2 separate regions of the Mus musculus genome follow, and region 2 is linked to region 1. A link is a contact called in public Hi-C data. All regions are on one chromosome and are shown on one strand. Each heading gives the region's core, a stretch centred on a gene start, on an enhancer-like site or on the middle of the called end of the contact. The rest is flanking DNA. Distances are from core to core; before and after follow the strand shown.

What was found. A called contact is a pair of places that touch in the nucleus more often than the background predicts.
Region 2: a Hi-C map of the CH12 cell line shows a contact between it and region 1, with 2.5 times the contacts expected there. The contact joins two enhancer-like sites. A contact is called at or near these places in 6 of 39 promoter capture datasets (HPC-7-derived erythroid cells, fetal liver, hematopoietic stem and progenitor cells and 3 more), 2 of 15 datasets of contacts at CTCF or cohesin (large pre-B cells and pro-B cells), 63 of 484 Hi-C or Micro-C datasets (the 3T3-L1 cell line, 3T3-L1-derived adipocytes, B cells and 37 more), 5 of 115 datasets of contacts at active chromatin or transcription factors (bone marrow-derived dendritic cells, effector CD8 T cells, epiblast stem cells and 2 more) and 2 of 9 other capture datasets (embryonic stem cells and liver).

Annotation. Positions count from the first base shown.
Region 1 is chr2:73,276,574-73,279,226 of GRCm38.p6, reverse strand. No RefSeq gene overlaps it. Among named protein-coding and RNA genes, the nearest start is that of Sp9, 6.0 kb to the right of the region's middle. Within about 2 kb of position 1,361, at least 31 of the 459 cell types and tissues checked have an H3K27ac peak or open chromatin away from gene starts, as enhancers often do. A contact at or near this core is called in the CH12 cell line, where this site is marked.
Region 2 is chr2:73,402,952-73,405,604 of GRCm38.p6, reverse strand. The region is part of intron 2 of Gm13707 (a long non-coding RNA gene); the gene reads right to left. Among named protein-coding and RNA genes, the nearest start is that of Gm13707, 17 kb to the right of the region's middle. Within about 2 kb of position 1,339, at least 17 of the 459 cell types and tissues checked have an H3K27ac peak or open chromatin away from gene starts, as enhancers often do. A contact at or near this core is called in the CH12 cell line, where this site is marked.

The sequences.
Region 1 (2,653 bases), core at 112-2,611:
CTGGTCATAGCTGTGAGACTCTGGCTTTCTCTTCTGTGTTAGGGGTTCTGGGAAGCTGAGGAGGTCTTGGTGACCTGGTGGTAAACTGCGTTCACGCCCGTCCTGGGTAGTCCAGGCAGACCCGATGGTCCCGCAGCCCTGGACCCTAGGACGCTGGGTGAAGTGTGCGAGGCAAGCTGTGCCCACCGCGGGATCTCTACCCAGGGTGCACGTCGCTGCCGCTACCGACAACGCTCAGCTTTCTCATTTAGGAGTGCTGGAAGACCCTGAAATCGCCTAGGAAAGAATGCTAAATGAGACAATGAAAGAAAGCTGGGTCCAGGGCCAAGCGAGGTGGTAGTCTGTTTTGCTTGGATTTTTCAGTAAGTGTGTTTCAGAAATAATCCCCTTCCTTTGGAGCCATTGCTAGGCAATGTCCCCTCAAAACGGGGCTTGTCCCCAGCTAAAACACTAAACCTCGCTTTTCTTTGCCTGATTCCTTGGCTGCCAGAGTTCTCGACAGAAGCAGGTCTCCAAGCGCTAAAAGCCAAGCACCAGGCCGACAGCGCGGACTCCTATGCAGGAGCTCTAGATGGCGCCAGAGAGCCGCACTCGCCGTGCGCCTCTTGGGGGAATCAAGAGCTACTGTCAAACATAAAAGCAAATCAGAGTTTTCAGTTTTTTTTAATGTGTTAAGAATGTTATTCCTTAAGAAAATTTGTAGCTAAATTATTCTCACTTAAAATAAACACTTAGTATACCAATTACACAAATGGGCGGGATTTATGTGAGATTTACTTCATCTGCATTTTTGTAGTGGAAGAGAGCCTTGGTGAATACAGATAATAGATGCAAATAAGATTAGAGTTAAAATAAATAAAGTTTCCATGTGAATAAAAAGAAATTCAATTTTACACGACTGGTGACGATTTGACGGAATGTCCAGACACGCGGTTCAGGTGCACAATCTAATCTCATCCAAATGTTTTCAAACGTCCTTGAGGAAAGGAAAAAAAAAAATCTACTCCTTTTTCTTCATCAGGTAGGACCCGGTGGGTCCTCCAAAGACTGGGGGTAAATTATGCCAAGAAAGAAAAATACTGGGGAGGGTGTGAATTGAGCCGGGATAGGCGCAGGCCCAGCAAACTTGGTCTTGGTTCATCTACTGCGTGGAAGTTGGAAACAAGAAATCCCTGGAAACTCACTGAAACGAAATTGCATTTCCCCTCACCCCGGCGGGGGCGGGACTCCAGGACCCTGGTCTCAGCCCTGGCTTCACAAAATCCACTTCCAGGCGGCAGTCTTCATTCGCAGCGTGGCCTCCCCATCTACTCTACCCGGGACCCAGTTAGGCCCAAGCCGCGGGAATGCAGAGGTGGCCCTGGGGAGGCGCAGCCGCACCCCACCTGGGGACCCAGCTGGTATCCTAGCTCATGGACCTCGCCTCCCGTGCACGCTCTCTTCCATTTGTTCGTCTTCAGTCGGTCACCACCTACTGAGTCTCAAGGTCTCCCCGGGATGCCTAGAGCTGGTGGGAAGTGGGGCAGGGATGTTTCCCCTGGTGGGTTTCCGACAAGAGCGCGGGACCGGGTCCCTCTTGGCTCAGCTTGGAGCCCAAGATGTCTGACTGGACACTGAGGTCTGGGCTGCCGCCCGCGGTTCACCGGAGCCGCGGTGATGGACGTTGGCTGACCCGCGGGGCAGAGACAGCGCGCAGAGGCCTTGATCACTGGCCTGCGGAGGGAGCCCCTCCGGGAGCGAGACCTGCACAGCCAGGCCCTTTGATCTGCCTTTATTATCAACAAGAAACAAAGCTGCCTGGGACCGACGTCCCGGCGCCCTCATTCCTCAGGAACCCCCAGCTCGCACTCACCTCCGCACCTCCAGCCTGCAGACCCTAGACGCACGGGACGCCCTATAGACCTCAGAGCCTCTGCCTCAAACCCCCAGGATGAGCGTACTCTGCCACAGCTTCTCCTTAAGACCAGACCCAAACTCGAAGACGCTTTGGGGCTGGGGGTGCGGGGCGTCCCAGGCAGAAATGGATGAGCCGGGAGAGAAAATGACCGAAGAGAAGGAAAACTAGAGGAAGAAGAGCTCCGAGAAAAGAGGAAGAAGCCACTGAACCTCACGCTGCAGACTCCCCGCTGGGAACCTTCCTGCTGTTTCTCGTTGCCTTGCTATTTGGCTCTTCAGAGCAGTTTTTGTTGACTGTTAATACCAATAATTTATTCTTTCCAAAGAATCAAAATCTTCACTCAAGTTTCCAAGGCCAGTAATCAAAAAAAGAGGGGGAAATTTATAGCTGCTGACTCCCCTTGCAGTTTCTATTGTGTGAGAAGTCTTTTAGAAATATTTTTATTCTGTAAATATGTACTTTCTTTTTCCAAACTAACATTTTTTTTCGAATTGAGAAATTGTCTCATTTACCAATTTTCCTTTCGTCATTCTCTCCCTTCTCCCTCTTTTAAACTGGGGCTGTTAAGTTGGTGGTCAGAAGACAAAGAGAGTGAAAATAATTTTCATTTCAATAATTGCCTTCTGGTCAATTTAACTGTGCCTTATTTTGAAAGAGACTGTCTAAATGAGATTCCTGTCCCAAATGTGTTCCCAGGCCTGATCCCAGCCTTTAATTATTCCTGAGTTTTTTTTCTTCAGAATAAGACGCCGCACT
Region 2 (2,653 bases), core at 90-2,589, 130 kb before region 1:
CAGAGCCAGGTTCTGAAATGTCATTCATTAACATTAAAGATAGAATGCCAAGGGGTGGGGCTTAATTTTAGAAACAGAAAATGGAGTGTTTGGTGAAGTGGAAATTTCTAGTTTCTTTGGAAACTCAACTATGTCGTGTGTGTGTGTGTGTGTGTGTGTGTGTGTGTGTGTGTGTTTCTGGAAACTGTCTTGTGAGAGGATGTTTTGCTGAAGCAGACACGTGGGAGGGCATGTGATGTTTTGCTGGAGCAGATGCTTGAGAGAGTGTGTGATGTTTGGGAAGAGTCTAAATGGAACCCCACAGACAGTGAGAGGTTGTTCTTACACTGTGATGCCACGTGAGGCTTCTCTGATCTTCACTGCGTAGAGAGAAACTCGTCAAAGAACTTCTTGTGGTATTCCAGCTGCTTCTGGCTGCCTCTGCTGACTCATGCCAATTCAGCGGAGCCTTGCAGTTTCTGCTGGATCGAGATGCAGTTCGTGTTTGGTGTTTGCTATTGGACTGGACTGCTGATATCCTGACAGTGAAGGGTGGAATCCCCCCCCCAAGGAACTACTTCTAAACAGGTCCACAACCCCGCTTCCTACTAACCTTCTTTCTCCCCAACCTCTAGTTGGTGGGCTAGAAGGAAGCGTTGACGAGTTCAAGAATCCTAAATAAAGTAGGGTTAGAGAAAAATCCAAGCCTACAGTTTGGATTTGATTGGGTAAAATAGAAATAGTCACCCTGCTTCCAAAAACATCAGTCTAATGGCTGCAGGACTTCTACCAGAGCCCCTTGTGAGAAGGCCACAAGGCCCCAGCTCTTGTGTAGCCTGCTTGGAAGCCAGAAAGTCCTCAGAAAGGGGCTTCAGACACATGCGTGTTTGGGGAAGTCGTTTGAAAGTGTTCTGTAGCAAAACAAAAGGCCTAGAAAGGAGGAGCCGAGAGCCAGGAGACAGCTAAGCATACCACAAAGCAAGGAGTTTCAGTCTGACTCAGTGTGGCAACTGCACGCCTGAGGTGAGAACGGACTCCTGGAGGAGAGGAATTAGCGACAGAGTGACCAGATGCGAAGAGACATCTGGGAAACGGTACACATGTTATAAAGGAAAATGGCCAAAAGACACAACAAACCCCGAAAACCAAAAGCAAAGTGCCACCCCAAACAACATTTAAAAGCCACCCGAAGGCAATCCTGCAATTTAAGATAGGAACGATAGCTTGCTCTCTAGTATGAGGTTTGAGGTTTGGTCTTGGAAGGGGTAGGGGCAGTGAGAGACTTGTTCTGAACAGTTTGAGTGATTGTTGGAAGGTCCTGGGAGCCAGGCTCAGATCCCTAACCACAGTCTGATGAGCCCTGAGAACTCTTTAGGCAAAGGAAGGAGAGCTGGAGGCAGCTTTTCAGCCAAGGGTGAGGCTGTGGTACTCTCCAGGGAGGAGGAGGAAAATGAACCCACAGCAGACGGGAGAAAACAACCCCGGAGGCGCCTGCAGAAGGGTGGGGATGTGTCTGAGGTTTGGGGTGAAGACTTACCTGGTTCCCTCGATAGCAGAGACTAAGGCTCATGTGTGTTTCCTCCACAGAAGCACTGGGTCTGCAGTAGGCACCTCGTGGTGCTGGTGAGATGTCCCAGTACAGTAAAGATGAAGAGCGGGGGTCAGGGGTGGGGGATGGGAGCGTGGGGGTGGGACTACACAAAATAGTGACGGAAGTCGTGAGCTGGAAGAAATTCTGAAAGCAGTGCCGAGTTCTTCATCAAACGCCTTGCATGTTCTCCTTCCTTCGACGTCCTCTATGTAGCTGTTTACACCTGTGGATGCCCCAGCAGTACCCGGAGAGCCGAATGACTCTACTGACTCTACTTCCTTGACTCCTATTTCTACATTCTGCCCAAAAGCTTTTGTGACCGGAAACAGACAGACCCACTTTTAGGAAATAACTGTTCCACCCCTCTCTGGACTAGGGGCGTTCAGCATCTTGAGTGTTCTTTCTCCCTTTTGAAGTGGGAAAATGTTATTTTCAAAGAAAGCACTAGATGGCACTTGTGATGTGTTCAATAGTTGCCTTAGCTCCTTTTTGGATAAGGTGGTGGTGGGGAGCAATAAATATTAAAATGGGAAAATCATCATTACAATAATGAAGATCAGTATCTTATGATTGTGTTTACTGTGTTACTATGTATGAGCGATATCTTTATGCAGTGTTTGCATTTAAAATCTGGGTTTCGCTTTATGAGAACTGCAAGAGGGAACTAACGTCTCTAATATATGGAAACCCTTCATCAGTAAAATAATAAAATGAAAAATAATGTTTGATTTACACCGAGGTTCACTACAGGCTTGTGTTCTTAATGACTGCCCTCTTCCATTTGCAATATTTCAATTTGTAATAATGAGTTGCAAAATAGGTTTCCGATGTCCATCCACTGTAGAGAGCAAAATAAGTCATCCTTAATTTAAAAGAAAGCATTACAGCTTAAAGGATTTCTGTGTTCTATTAACAAAAAAAGGGGGGAGGGGAGGAAATGGAACGGAACGGAAACAGCAGATGTTTCTAGAGTTTCACCATCTTACAGCACTAACAAAGACTTGAGGCACATATATTCTTTTGTGTAGTTCAGTAGTCAGTTCACTAGGCCACTTGCTTAATGATCTCCTGGTCCCACTTTAA